5 separate regions of the Mus musculus genome follow, and all the other regions are linked to region 2. A link is a contact called in public HiChIP or PLAC-seq and promoter capture Hi-C data. All regions are on one chromosome and are shown on one strand. Each heading gives the region's core, a stretch centred on a gene start, on an enhancer-like site or on the middle of the called end of the contact. The rest is flanking DNA. Distances are from core to core; before and after follow the strand shown. Region 1 holds the start of Septin1 (septin 1). Region 2 holds the start of Fbrs (fibrosin). Region 3 holds the start of Kif22 (kinesin family member 22). Region 4 holds the start of Hsd3b7 (hydroxy-delta-5-steroid dehydrogenase, 3 beta- and steroid delta-isomerase 7). Region 5 holds the start of Prss8 (protease, serine 8 (prostasin)).

The links. Promoter capture Hi-C pulls out the DNA fragments that hold promoters and counts their contacts. HiChIP or PLAC-seq counts read pairs in DNA pulled down with a chosen protein or histone mark. Capture Hi-C pulls out chosen DNA fragments and counts their contacts.
Region 1: a contact with region 2 is called in an H3K27ac HiChIP or PLAC-seq map of regulatory T cell precursor, with 4 times the contacts expected there. The contact joins the promoter of Septin1 here to the promoter of Fbrs in region 2. A contact is called at or near these places in 7 of 39 promoter capture datasets (the C10 cell line, embryonic stem cells, hippocampal neurons and 3 more), 16 of 484 Hi-C or Micro-C datasets (CD8 T cells, the MNK3 cell line, Sertoli cells and 9 more), 20 of 115 datasets of contacts at active chromatin or transcription factors (the SCID.adh cell line, Th17 cells, bone marrow-derived dendritic cells and 14 more) and 3 of 9 other capture datasets (adipose tissue, liver and pancreatic islet).
Region 3: a promoter capture Hi-C map of liver shows a contact between it and region 2, with 2.3 times the contacts expected there. The contact joins the promoter of Kif22 here to the promoter of Fbrs in region 2. A contact is called at or near these places in 2 of 39 promoter capture datasets (liver and pre-B cells), 1 of 484 Hi-C or Micro-C datasets (erythroblasts) and 1 of 115 datasets of contacts at active chromatin or transcription factors (bone marrow-derived macrophages).
Region 4: a promoter capture Hi-C map of adipose tissue shows a contact between it and region 2. The contact joins the promoter of Hsd3b7 here to the promoter of Fbrs in region 2. A contact is called at or near these places in 1 of 115 datasets of contacts at active chromatin or transcription factors (hepatocytes) and 1 of 9 other capture datasets (adipose tissue).
Region 5: an HNF4G HiChIP or PLAC-seq map of pancreatic cancer cells shows a contact between it and region 2. The contact joins the promoter of Prss8 here to the promoter of Fbrs in region 2. A contact is called at or near these places in 1 of 484 Hi-C or Micro-C datasets (embryonic stem cells), 5 of 115 datasets of contacts at active chromatin or transcription factors (bone marrow-derived dendritic cells, embryonic stem cells, memory CD8 T cells and 2 more) and 1 of 9 other capture datasets (pancreatic islet).

The regions. Positions count from the first base shown.
Region 1 is chr7:127,217,139-127,219,838 of GRCm38.p6, reverse strand. It overlaps Septin1 (septin 1), which reads left to right and starts at 1,394. Exons shown (of 11, transcript NM_017461.2): 1 at 1,394-1,432; 2 at 1,608-1,698; 3 at 1,782-1,868; 4 at 2,097-2,220. The coding sequence starts at 1,430.
Region 2 is chr7:127,477,646-127,480,463 of GRCm38.p6, reverse strand. Fbrs (fibrosin) reads right to left here and starts at 1,506. Exons shown (of 18, transcript NM_010183.2): 1 at 819-1,506; 2 at 349-528. The coding sequence starts at 1,265.
Region 3 is chr7:127,041,135-127,043,933 of GRCm38.p6, reverse strand. Kif22 (kinesin family member 22) reads left to right here and starts at 1,514. Exons shown (of 14, transcript NM_145588.1): 1 at 1,514-1,590. The coding sequence starts at 1,533.
Region 4 is chr7:127,799,233-127,801,932 of GRCm38.p6, reverse strand. Hsd3b7 (hydroxy-delta-5-steroid dehydrogenase, 3 beta- and steroid delta-isomerase 7) reads right to left here and starts at 1,324. Exons shown (of 7, transcript NM_133943.2): 1 at 1,219-1,324; 2 at 687-858; 3 at 317-472; 4 at 1-99. The coding sequence starts at 852. Setd1a (SET domain containing 1A) reads right to left here. Exons shown (of 19, transcript NM_178029.3): 19 at 1,811-2,627. The coding sequence ends at 2,454.
Region 5 is chr7:127,928,825-127,931,524 of GRCm38.p6, reverse strand. Prss8 (protease, serine 8 (prostasin)) reads left to right here and starts at 1,412. Exons shown (of 6, transcript NM_133351.3): 1 at 1,412-1,727; 2 at 1,951-1,968. The coding sequence starts at 1,643.

The DNA of each region.
Region 1 (2,700 bases), core at 145-2,644, 260 kb after region 2:
AATCCGTAACAAGATCTGACGCCCTCTTCTGGAGTGTCTGAGAACAACTATAGTGTACTTACATATAATAAATAAATAAATCGTAAAAATAAATAAATAAAAGCCTTGAGAGATGGCCTATTGGTTAACAGCACTGACTGCTCTCCCAGAGGTCCTGAGTTCAATTCCTAGCAACCATCTGTAATGGGATCTGATTCTCCCTTCTGGGTGTTTGTGAAGACAGATCACTCGTGTGTGTGTGTGTGTGTGTGTGTGTGTGTGTGTGTGTGTGTGTGTGTGTGTGTGTGAGAGAGAGAGAGAGAGAGAGAGAGGCCATCAGGCAAAGAGGGACAAACAAACCTTGCTTCCCAAGACTAGAAGACTAGAGTGCAGACTGCATTCTGATGTAGAGGGGCTAGGGGCGTTGGGGGAGCAGCTCTCAAGAGTTTGAGCTGTGACTTCCTGGGTCTGGATCTTGAAAGCCTTTCTGATAGTTGTGACCAAATACCAGGTCTGCACACACCTGTAATCCCAGCCCTGGACAGCCAGGGACAAGGCATAGTAGATCAAGAGCTGAAGGTCATTCTGACAACAAAGTGAGTTTGAAGCCAGCCTAGGCTTCCAGGAGATCCAGTCTCAAAAGCAAGACAGCTGTAATGGAGGTACACGTGGGCCTGGAGTCCTAGCTTTCAGGAGGCTGATTCAAGGCCTGACTGGATAGACAGCAAGACCTTTGACAGTCCTGTGTCAAAATGTCCAAAATCCATTGGGAGCTGGGAGTATAGTGGAGTTGAGCACAGCAGTACCCATGACTTGAGTTCAATCCAAGCACTAAGACCCTCAAAAAGAACCCATAGCCTGAGCCTGGAACTGTTAGTCACCTACCTCCAATTCTATCGTGGTTTTTATGTTCGCTCACACCCTGGGAACTTTTTTTTTACTTTTTGCAAATCATCTTGCTCAACTCTTATCAGACTTGCTAAGGAGAACATCTTGCTTCCTTTCTTTCTGTCCATACCCACCTCTCACCATGATGATGAGGGCCATGGTAAGTCTCATCATAAAGCCATGTGGAGAATGAAGGGGCTGAAGCTGTATATAAGGTGGCGGGAAGAGATGCATCGGGGCTTATCAATTCAGAGGGTGCCACTCTTACAGAGGACCCAAACTCAGCTCCCTCTGTCTATGCCAGGCAATGCTCAGCTCCCTGTGACTCCAGGTCCAGGGGATCCAATGCCCTGTTCTGGCCTCTACTTGTGTGCGCAAAGAATAAAATCTTTGGACTAAAAGAAAAGGGATGGGCATGGGTTCTCACCTCTCTCTAAGCAGCTCAGCTTCCTGCACTGCCCCCTCACTCCACCCCCCCCCCTTTGTTTGACACCGTTCAACTTCCTGCCCCACCAGAGGAAGTGGGGAGCAACACCAGGTGCAAGCGACAACCAGCAGAGCCATGGTGAGTTCTCGGGGGCCCAGGAATCTAGTCATTCAGGGCCAGCTCTCTCCCTCGAGGGTCCCCAGTTCAAAGTTAACCCACAGTAAGTGGCCTTACTAGCTTTTGGGCTCAGGTGGTACTGGGGCACTCCCTGCCATGTCCAAGAACCTCATATTGTCTCCCTTTACCCCCACAGGACAAGGAATATGTGGGCTTTGCTGCCCTGCCCAACCAGCTGCATCGCAAGTCTGTCAAGAAGGGGTTTGACTTCACACTCATGGTGGCAGGTCTGTGGGTTCTGGAGGGGGTGATGTACTTATGAGATCATGGCCATCCTCCTGTCTGACCAGTGGGCCTGTCCCGTACACAGGGGAGTCAGGCCTGGGGAAATCCACCCTCATCAACAGCTTGTTCCTCACCAACCTCTACGAGGATCGGCAGGTGCCAGATGCCAGTGGTAAATCTACCCCGAGTCTCCACAGGCTTCCCATCCCCACTGCTGTCCTGGCTTCCCTCTGTGCTGTCCCTGGCCTCTTCCTGTGTTATCAGGCTGCATTCTTTTTCTTTCTATCTGGGGACTTTGGTGGCCTCTGGTTTTCTCTGAGATGGTTTCCTCCCCTGAAAACACATGTGGGAATGGAGCCCTGCTTCAGAGCCCTACGCAGCCAATTCTCTGTCCCCATAGCTCGCACGGCACAAACTCTGACCATTGAGCGCCGGGGTGTGGAGATTGAGGAGGGAGGTATCAAGGTGAAGTTGACCTTGGTGGACACGCCTGGCTTTGGGGACTCTGTGGACTGCTCAGACTGGTGAGAAGGGGGAGGGGCAGGAGCTAAGCCTTTCTTCCATTATGGAAAACCAGAGGTCAGTTGTAGGGCTGGCTTGTCACAGCCCCTTGACCCAAAAGGGGGCACCTGTTTCTGGTAACAATCTAGCCCAAAGTATCCAGTGTTTCTTGTTTTGAGATAAGGTTTTTCTATGTAGCTCAGGGACCTCAAATTCACTGTGTAGCCCAGACTGGCCTGAAACTCAAAGTCCTCCTCCTGAGATTACAGGTATATATATGCATGCCTGGTTTGTTCGATGCTTTTGTTGTTGTTGTGGCTTGTTTTTGTTTTTAGCCATGGTGTCACATTAGCCCTAGCTGGCCTGGAACTCACTATGTAGGCCATGGTGGCCTCAAATGTGACAATCCTCCTGCCTCAGCTTCCTGAGTGCTGAGATTACAGGTGTGCAGCCACCACATTCTGATGTCTCATGTACTGTGGCCAGCTGTCCCTGATGGCTTT
Region 2 (2,818 bases), core at 257-2,756:
TGCTTGCTTTTTGGCTGTTTCTTTCCCCTTAGGCTGCCACCAGCTAGAGGAAAGGACAGGACATCTCTTATTTATAATTCAGCTGTCTTTGATGTATCTCTTGAATTATCAGCTTGTTAGTAGTATACATAGCACAAGCAAAAGCAAGTGAGTTTGACTCTAGTTAGGTCCTTCAGACCTGGATTGGAGATGGGGCTGCTGTCCAATTTGTTCTGCCTTCCCCTGTGCTCCTAGACACTAGGATTACTGCTGGGATCGGCAGTTGTGATGCTCGTGGGAAGTCAGTCTACAGGAATGATATATTCCGACTGAACAAATTGGAAGGACTGGAATCTGGGACATGCTCACCTCTTTCCTTCTTCGCTTATTGGGCCATTTACGGGGCCTATCCCCAGAGGGTCGGCCAGGCTCACGGTCTGAGCTGTCCCCTGGTTCCCCAGTGGCCCCACTGGAGCCCCCCCTCTTCCGTTTCCCAGAATGCTTCAGCCGATGTTCCAGTCGTTCTGGGGGCTGAAGAGATGCATCCTTCTGTAGAAGAGGTGGTGGAAATGTGGTTGGAGAAAGAAAAGCTCCTTAACTCTCTAAGGGTGACCAAGTTACTCAAGTGCCTCTCAAGCAGGGGAACCTAGGTAGTCCCCAGACACTAGCTCTACCTCCTCCCACCCCAGGGTGGGGCAGAAACCCGGCAAGAGGAGCCGGTTGCTCTGGTTTGGGGTGTCACCACTGCCCCCTCAACCCCATCCTCTGTAAGGGCTATACCCTTCTCTCTGCCCTTCTGACCCACCTCCCAAAGACCCCCAAATCCCATTAGGGCACACCTGCAAGGCCTCAAGGCTGGCAAAGCTAGCGATGGCAAAACCATCGATCAGGTCTTCCTCCTCTTCCTCCTCCTCAGGCTCCTCCTCGGCTTCTCCGTCGTCTGCGCCCCCCTCTTCCTCCTCGTCCTCTTCCTCTCCGCGGCTGCCCGAACCGGCAGGCCGCTTCCGAGCTCGCGGTCTCGGGGGTCGAGGCCTGGGTCGGGGCCGCCGCCGTCGTAGGCCCCCAGGCCGCTCTCCAGATGAAGCTGACGACCAGGGACGGGCGGGCGGCGGCGGTGACGAGGAGGATGAAGAGCCTCGCGGGGCGGCCAACAAGGCCCGGGGCGCGTCACCGCCTGGACCTCGGCGGCGCCGCTGCTCCCGATCACGGTCTCGCCGCGAGCAGCGTCTCCGTCGCCGCTCCCCTTCAGCTGCCCAGCCCGGGCCTGGGGCCGCGGCCGTCTCCATGGTGACGGCCCTCAGCGCCGCATCCGGAGGCGGCGGGGCCCGAAGCGGCCTGTCCACAGGCCCCGGGTCGCGAGCGCGGCGCTGGCGCTTGCACAGGGACGGGAGAGCTCCGGCTTCCTCTTTAAAACAGGATCCGCTGGCCTCTGGCTTGCCCCAAGGCCAAGGCCCAGAGAGCCGGCGCCGCCCCCGGGGCGACAAGCCTGAAGGCCCCCCCTGTAGGGCTGGCGGGGCCGCGACGACTAAAACTGGGCGGCCGTCCCTTTAAGGCGAGGCCTCAAATTGTCCAGCCCCCGGCCCCTTTAAGACGACTCCACCGTGTCCGGCTGGTCTAGTGCGGTGGCGGCCCCGTGCCAGGGGTCGAGGCAAGTCTCCCAGAGGAAGAGGAAGGACCACCCCTTTAAAAGGGGCGGAAAGCACGACTTCCCCTTTAAAAGTGTCTCAAGTCCTCCGGCTGAAAGAGGCCACCCCTTTAAAGAGTCCAGAGGCCTTCAAACAGCGAGTCGTCCCTTTTTAGAGAGCGTAGCTAAGTTTCTAGCCCTTCACAGGCTGTCACTTCCCCTTTAAGATGAATTTAATGAACTTCTTGCGTGGGGCAGGAGGTAGGAAAACTCCACTTGCCCCAATTCTTCCAGCAGGAGTTGTTTGTCAGCTTCTGCTGTCCCCTTTAAGACTGGCGTTGGAGTCGGCCGAGTTCGGTACCCACCCCTTTAAGGAGATTTAACGAGGTCTCCGCCTCCCGTAGCCTTGAAAGGTGCAAGGGGGCGGAGCCTGCCGTCCAAAGTCCCGGATGTGAGGCAACGGTGACGGATAGAGCTTCTCTCTCTGTCCTCCGACATAAAAGACTCTTCCTCCTTTCCTCCGTTCCTAACCGGCTTGTAGCTAGAAGGATCCGGAAAGGCCACTGGACAGTGAGGAACTCCGCCGTATCCTCCTGTTGTCTTCTTCGGCGTCTACGGCTCTTCTCCACCAGAACTTCCCTGCCCCTCCTCCCTCTTCCTCCTCAGCCAACGCCTCCTTCCTCTCTCCGCCTCCTTCCCCCTCCCTCCGAGGCTCAGTCGTTTATAGGTTGGCAAGTAAACGTCAATGCAAAGGGCGGAGTCAAAGTCGCCGGAGTGCCGGACGTAACAGCCTTCAAATGTGGGATTGGGTTGTCAGGTTAGCCCCGCCCTCCCCAGGTCTTGTGACTGGACTGGTCCGAAGTAGGTGTTTGGAGCAGTTCCTTAGGCCACCCGCCTCTTCCTGCTCTCTGTTTATTGGCCATCTACTGAGAGACAGTGCGAGGCACTGGGAGGTGGTGCCTGGAGTGGTAGGCAGCAGGCCACTGGTAGGCGTTAGGCTGTCCTAGGTGCGCTTTTCTGGTGTGTAGTGGCTGCCTTTTTGCCTGTTGGTATTTCGCGCAAGCGCATGGCGCTAATGCCTTCTGCCCGTCTTTGGGCGGATCTGTCTACCGTGGCGTCTCAGAAAACCCAAGCACGATCCGCGAGAGTCAGAGGTGGGGCGGAGACCAAGCTCCCAGTGGCCGTCCCTTCCTGTGCTCAACAATAATAAACACT
Region 3 (2,799 bases), core at 265-2,764, 440 kb after region 2:
CCCATCTGATGAGTCTACACACATTTTTGTGTGCTTTGCCTTCAATAAATTTCAAGGTTAGCCTAGTCTACATAGTAAGTTCGAGGACAACCAGGGCCACTTAGAGAGACCCCCATCTCTAAATAAATAAATAACAGCAACAACAAAACATTCAGAGTGGTGCAAAGTTTTTACATATCAAACTGAAAGTTTGCTTTTAAGAATTCAGAAGTAAGACGGGCAGTGGTGGTGCACACCTTTAATCCCAGCATTTTGGAAGCAGAAGCAGGCAGATTTCTGAGTTCAAGGTCAGCCTGGTCTACAGAGTGAGTTTCAGGACAGCCAGGGCTATACAGAGGAAATCCTGTCTCGAAGAAGAAAAAGAAAGGAAAAAAAAAAAAAAAGAATTTAGAAGTAATAACCAAAATGTCAAACAGTCCAGTTTCCATTTCCATGGTAATGAAGTTAACCTTAAGTCACTAGACTGTGACCAATCAGTTCTTGATTGTGTGAAATGCCGTCTCATTCTAGACCTGTAAATTGTGCTAGTCAATATCTTTGAATTTAGCTGGGTGTAGTGACACACAACTTTGATTCCTGTCTTTAGTCCCAGCACCAGGAAGGCAAAGACAGACAGGTCTCTGTGAGTTTGAGTCCAGTTTAGTCTACACCATTCTGGGACAGCCAGGGCTACCTAAAGATAATCTGTCTCACTGTGGTCCTTCATGGTTAGATGGCAAAGTGTTGCAGCTTCCAGGGCAGAAGAGCGCAGGTCTTTGTTAGTTTAAACCCAGCCTGGTCTACATAGTGAGTTACAATGTTGCTAGTTAGAGACCCAAAGACCACCAAAGTCTGGTTTGACAATCTGTATTAAGTCGCTAGAAAATTCCTGGAAAGAAACTCCTCACAAAGCAGTCTCAACTGCATTTTACAGAAGCTTTTAAAGGTAAAGAGCACACAAAAACTACATCCTGTTTGGCAGTTGCAGGGCAAAGGAAAGCAAGCAGTTTAACAGAAGCCAAACGCATGCAATTAGCTGGGGGCATTTTGTCCCAAGATTCTAAAACAGGGCTGGGAACTTTCCCACAGTAAGAAAAAAAAAAGGGGTGGTGGTGGGGGAGTCAAGTTCAAAGAGGAACTTTTTGCCTTCTCACACCAGGACAGCCAGGGCTACAAAGAGATTCTGTCCGCTCCAAAAGGCAAAAATTGTATTCAGAGCTGGGAACTTTGAATATAGAATCAATCAAGTGCTTTCAGAAGAAAAGCTGAGAAGGAAAAGTCGGGCGAAAGTCTGCATTTAGCCAATTCCAACCTGGCAATTCAAAAGCCTGAAAGTGCAGGGACCTCAGTTACTGACCATTTAGTGACAGACTCCAGGGCCCTATCCCTGGGAATATTTTGCTTTCGAGACCGGAAGTGAGCCCGAGACGGCGGAATTACGGTAAATTAGAACCGAAACTTCCGGCGGCACGTAGCTGCGATTGGTCGAATCTGAGAGGGAGGCGGGGCCCCGGTAATTCAAAAGAGAGAAGCGGGCCGAAGAAGGGAAGGCTATGAGCTTAAGGGCTAAGACGTGTCCGCAGCGACGGGAGATGGCGTCGGCCACCTCAGGTACGCGGGCCGGGAGGAGGGAGCACCACTGCGTGAGACTTACAGAGTAGCAGTGGTCCCGGAAAATCCAGCCGGCGCGGGGCGGAAGGGCGAGGGGACGCTGGCTGGCGGGCGTGGAGGTGGGCGCCACCGCACCCTGTCCTCTATTCGCTGCCTTCGGCGGTGTAGAGGGGGTTGAGACCCTGCCGAGGCTCCAGCTCCTGTCTAGAGCCTGAGCGCTAATGTGTGCGCTTCAATTTGTGTCATCTGTAAAGCCGGGCAGCCACCCGTCTGTAAAGACTGAGCAGCGAAGAGCCTCTTTATCTGTCTGTCTGTCTGTCTGTCTGTTCAGAGATCCCACTCCGACTGAAGGCTGTGTGAGATCACACGGCAAAGGAAAATCCTTTCCCTCCAGCCTTGGAACCGGATGCTGTTTTCCTGGTGAAAAGGCTGGCTGCCAGGAGATTCCAAATCTTTCCTAAGACGATTTGCGTATGCGTGTCTTTCCTCTTTCTATAGGCCGAAATCTGGCCTGTTTGTTTGGCTTTGGGGGAGGCAGACCTTTAGGAGAACGCCTCAGCCAGGCAGTGCTGCAAGCATTTTGTGATGAACCGTTTAATGTTGTACAGAGCTCTGAGGTCATGACTGTTAATGCCCTGTCTTTAACAAAAAGCTTTAATTTTATCAATGTGTGCCACCTATGTGTGGATCTCCGCAGAAGCCAGAAGTGTTGGACCCTCTAAAGCTGGAGTTACTGGCAGCTGTGAGCCACCAGATGTGGACCCTGGGAACCAAACTCAGAACCTCTAGAAAACTAATAGGCACTCAATTTCTAAGGCTCACCAGCCCCCTGTACTTGTGTTTTGACAAGAGGAAGCAGGCATAAATGGGGTAGATAGCTTCTTCAAGATAGCACAACTAGTAAATATTGGGAATCTAAATTCACACTCAGGTAGTTACACTGTAATGCCTCTGCCCTTGACAGTTATGTCCGAATACAGACTCTGAGACCCAGGGTGCTTGGTATGTAGTAAACGTTAAAGTGCTGAAAGACTGTTAGCCCTTTCCAAGAAATTACAATCATTTTCAAATAGTCCCATAAACAAATGTAGTATGAGGAAATACATTGGTAGAAAAGCATAAACTTGTAGTGTAGAATCTGAAACAAACCTTTGGGTATTTTGAGAAATCTTTATTAAGAAATGGTAATTGGAAGCTGAGTGGTGGCGC
Region 4 (2,700 bases), core at 75-2,574, 320 kb before region 2:
GGTGGCCCTTGATGTTAGGCCCCACCACTTCCATGCTGCTCGTGTAGACCAGGTACTGAGTGCCAGTCTGCACACAAGCATCAATCACATTCTGTGTGCCTATGGAGGAAAGGGACAGACGCAAGCTGTGTCTTCCCGCCTCTCACTCCTTCTGCCCCCCCCCCCCCCCCAGTGTCCAAGGAGAACCGCATCAGGTCAGGACAGGGTTCGACAGCAGTAAATGGACAAGGTTATCAAAAAGGACAGGCCCTCCCATAAAAATCACTGGTCAGAGGCAGGCCACACACTAGGGGCCAACAGGTAGGTAGCAGCTCACCCTGCACGTTGACTTTGTGGATGGTCTTTGGACTGGCCTTCCCAAACACATCCACCAACCCAGCTGTATGGATGACCACATGTGATCCAGACATGGCTGCTGCCACCTCATGGGCCTGAGTCACATCCCCCTGGATGGCAGTCACCTGCACAGGCCCTGGTGGAGACCCGAGGCAGTGTCAGAGCTGGGGCCTTAGCCAGCTGCTGAGTTTGGCCTGTCCACACCCTGGAAGCCACATGAACCAATGACTCACCCGGCCCCTCTGTCTGGTGGAGAACAAACAGGAATCATCTTTTCCATAAGCTGAGGTATCCCAGTCTGGGAAGGGATGGGGCCTCCCTACCTCCTGCTACTGCCCCACTCCAGTCACCTGCTTTCAGCTCCTCCAGCCAAGAACTCAGGTGCAGGTCAAAGACACGCAGCTCCCGGAGCCTGGGCTCCCGTTCCAGCAGCATCCGAACAATATGTTCCCCCAGGAAGCCGCAGCCACCTGTGACCAGGTATACCAGTGTTGGCACCTGTGCAGAGTCTGCCATGCCCAGCTGTGGGAAGAGAATTTAGCTCACTAGAATTGCCTGGTAGCACCTGCTCCAACCATGTGTTCTTCATAGAAGGGATCATTAGGTGGGAGCAGTGTGGGTGGAGAGGCTGAGTAGCAGGGGTGGGTTGCAGTTTTCTGTGCCTGTAGCACTAAGGCTCCCTGCCCTCTGACCCTAACTGCTGAGTCACTAGAATTGGATGCAGAATGGGAGGGATTGAGGCGGGTGGGGGGAAAAAAAAAAAAAAAAAAAAAGACTAGATTACTAAAGGACAGGCAGAGAAAGCAAGGAGTTGAATAGGGAGGTTGGAAGGGCGCAGGCTAAAAGGCAGGCCAGCTGGGCCTCAGTATCAGCTCTGCCTACCTGTAGTAAGTCCCAGGGCGCACAAACTGGCCACTGGAGGAGGTTGTGTCCTGGACTGGTGGACCAGCTAGATGTACATAGGCTTCCTTCCTTCCGCTCGCTCCTCCCTCCTGACCCATTCCAGGAAGGAGACCAGCCTAGCCTCCACCCCTAGGGGCGGGCAAGGGGGTTTGGAGGGAATTTTCTTGCCAGAGTGCCCCCTGGTGGCCAGTCCACTCTTCAGTGGCAGGCAAAGGACAGAACCTGCCCATTTGGTAGTGTATTTCAGGATAATAGGGTAGGGAAGGGATGCCCCCATCACTGATATGTTTGTCCCTCCTGCTGGGTCTCCCAGTAGGCTGAAGGCCCAGCACCAGCTATGGTTCTGGGAGGGAGAGCAGGGTAAACCTGATCTTGACATAATTCTGGCTAGCATCCATAGTGAGACAGATCTGGCATGTTTGTTGTATCTAGGTGGTTGGTCCAAAGCAGCACTGCGGTCTGCAGGTTGATTCACCCCAAACTCAAAGCCACCCATTCCCCCTCTCTCCTGCTTCACCCACTGTGGCAACTTGCATCCCAGTCTGCTCTTCCCAAAGATACTGACCAAGCATTTTTGTACAATAAAGTTTAATCACAATTATAAAAATGTGGTGTTGGGTTTCACTATTAACATTATGTACAATCCAGCCCAACAAGAAGGGCCTGCCCCCCACCATCCTGGCCCACTGAGCCAGAGCCCTGAGACACCAGGGTGGGAGGGTGACCCACAGGGTCTGGCAGGAACAGATGAGGCAGGGTTCCAGGCACAGAGTTCCCAGGACTAGGGGCCAAAGGCCCCCCCAGGGGGAGAACATGGCCACTGCCCCAGAGACCCCTAAACTGGGGCGGGGTGCACATAGGGCAGAAGGGGAAGTCCCCATTAACATGAAGCAAAGGGCTATGCAGCCCCCAAGAATAGCATCTATACAGGCTGGTACCCCAGGTTTCCACAGGAAACAGCTGCTGGCAGCTACAAAACATTTACAGCTTCTTCTTCGCAAAGAAAAAAAAATTAAGAGGGTGTTTGGGCATGGGGCATAGGGGAGGCAGCAGATGCCTCAAAGGACTGAGGCTCCCTTGTTGGCCTCAGTGCTCCCTATCCCACGTGAAGGTGGGGGCAGTGGGCCCTGCTGAGCCCAATAAGGCTGGGGTGCTGGGAGCTTAGGGCACCAAGGGGGAATAAATAGGGGTGAGGGCACCGGTCCTGCCCCACCTCAGTTGAGGGAGCCACGGCAACTTTCAGTGCCGCACAGACACGGAATCTTGTTGTCTTCTAGTGGGAACTTGTAGTCGTAGGTGATCTCCTCATCCACGCCGATGGGCTGCTTCGAGTAGATGACAATCTTTTTCTGAGACTCAATGGTGATCACCTTCGCATAGCAGTTGGGCTGCAGGAGGTGGGAGTGTAAGCCACAGCCCCACCTCACCCCTGCCCAGCCCAGCCCCGGCCCAGCCCTGAGC
Region 5 (2,700 bases), core at 163-2,662, 450 kb before region 2:
ATGCATGCACCAGCACAAGCAAACTCTGAGGCTGCTGCTCTCCAGCCTGTCTTGAGGCAGGGTTTCATGAACCTGGACCTTGCTGGTTCGCCTAGACTGGCTGGGCAGCAAAGCCCCAGGGTCTGCTGACTCCCACCCAGGACTGTCCTGGGGTTGCAGCTGTGAACCGCCACACTCACACTTTACAGAAAGCCAGGGATCGGAACCTGGGTTTTTATGGGCCTGCACGTGGGAATTGCTTTACCACCGAGCCTTCCCTAGGCCTTTCCCTGAACTCCTACCCTACCTACTTCACAACACCCCGGCTTTGTCTTTATTTATTTATTTATTTATTCTTTTTTTTTTCCAAGACAGGGTTTCTCGGTATAGCCCTGGCTGTCCTGGAACTCACTTTGTAGACCAGGCTGGCCTCGAACTCAGAAATCCCCCTGCCTCTGCCTCCTGAGTGCTGCTGGGATTAAAGGAGTGTGCCACCACATCCGGCTTTTTTTTTTTTTTTTTTTAGAGATTTTTCTCTATGTAGCCTTGGCTATCCTAGAATTTGCTATGTAGACCAGTCTAGCCTCAAACTCACAGACATCTGCCTGCCTGTGCCTCCGTGGGACAAAGCACAACTGGCTTTAAAGACACGTGCCACCACACCTGGCCTAACTTTGCCAGTGTTGTTTGGTTGGCATCTTTCCATGCCCTCTGAGGATTTGGTTCCCAGCGTTGTTCTTCCACGAGCCCTGCAGCTACTGTGCAGTTGAGAGTCCCACTAATTGGGTCTATATCACAGCTCCTAATTTGAAATGATTAATCAATAATTGCCTTTTGTTACTTGATTCGAGTCTGACATCCCCACTTCATCATCATCTTAAGGAGGTCATAGATGGTACAGTCTGCCACTTGTGCCGGGTGCACAGATAGGTACTTAGCAAATACTTACCGGATGATTGTCAATAGCCAGCCGTGCTCAACACCTGCAGGAAGGTGTTTCTACAGAGGGCCTGCCACGAATGGCTTTGGCCTGGGGCATTCCCCCATGCTAGTTTTAGATACCTGGCCTGAGGAGGGATGGGAAGGGCTGAGCAGCGGCTGTGGCCCTACCTTAATAAGGTCTAGACCAGGCCAGGTTGTCGGGGAAGAGGGGACTAGGAGTGGGGGGAGGGGGGGTGATAACTGAGTGACCAATAAGACCTGGGGTACTTGGCTGGCCCTTAGGGTTCCCAGTCCTGCCTGGGACTGCTTTCTGACTGTCCAGGATCAGTTTTCCTGTATCAAAAGCACCCACTGCGAAAGGATCCAGGAAAGGACCACAGAGGCCAGAAGCAGGAAAAAAAAAAGCCTGCTTTCCGAGGAGGAGGAGGAGGGCGTGGCTGAGGGAGGAGCCCACAGGTGGTTGGCTCCTGAAGTGCCTGGAGAGGTCTCTGTTGACCAAATTGTAAGGCAGAACAGGTCCACGCTGGTCACTGCAGAGAGACTAAAGGTGTGTCCCGTCTTCCCCCTGGCCATTTTCTGCCGAGAAGCCTGCTTCACCTTCCCAGCCTAGATCCTGGGATTCCTCACTCTGATCCCACACCTAGATCCTGCCTTCAAAACCAGCCTTCTGGTTCTTCCCTTTCTACCTAGGGGCTCCTTCGGGGGGCCCTTGTCCTAGGCCATGGCCCTAAGGGTGGGCCTGGGACTTGGGCAGCTGGAAGCTGTGACCATTCTGCTCCTTCTCGGATTGCTCCAGTCGGGAATCCGTAAGTATGGATCCGCGGGAGGGAGGGTTGGAGAAGGAGCCCCGGTGAGAGCAGGCTGGTCCCCGTGTAGACTGAATTCGCGAATCTCCGTGTTCCTACCGTCTTCCCCTCTTCTCTTGTTAGTCCCCCAAACAAGGAATCACCCTATGGGGAAGCGGTTGGCGTGAAGGGCTCTGGGGACTCAGGCCTCCCTGCCAACTCCTCTCTCTTTCTTTCCCTCCAGGAGCTGACGGGACTGAAGGTGAGGCTTTCTGCGGGAGTTGGGGGAGTGAGGGCACAGCGGCTCGGTGTCCCCTGGCGGGTTGTAGGAACACTTGTCGCCTAGCTGGGCTTGCACTTAGCCACACTAAGTGTCCCAACAGCTCTGAGTGTATGGAATCTTGGCTCTTGTTTTATGAGGAAACTGAGGTAAAGAGATGCAGTGAGCTGTCCGCGGGCATAATCGAAGCCTGACTCTCAGTGTGGGTAGGGGAGGTGGCTCTGAGAAGATCAGCTCCAGTGTAGACTGGTTTCCGGTCTGAGCATAACTATCTAGTAGCCTTGTCTCCTTATCTTTCAAAGCTCCAGTTTCTTTGCCTTGAAAAGCTGTTCAGTTCTGTTCTTCTAGGGCTGTGAGGAAGACCGGGAGATTGGGAAGTGAAAGCCCCTTGGAGCCTAGATGCGCCTCAGCTGCAGTCTGAGTAGTAGCCATTGTCAGGATTGTGAGGGAATGAAGGAAGAATCTAGCTAGGTGTTTTCTCTGCCTACTGCTAGCTTGGGGGGTGGGGGGAGCGGCTCAGGTCCCCAACCTGAGGAATCCAATTTCCTTGCAATGTTCAATCACACCCCTAGTTCTCCTGTGCTCAGCAGATGGGGAGAGGGTGGAAACAGGTGTGTCTCTAGGTAACGCTCAGGTTGGTGCAGTTGGAACAGTCATAGGCATGAGAACAGGTGTCAGCCAGCCTGGACTCTGTGGAGAGGGCCCTGGAAGCTG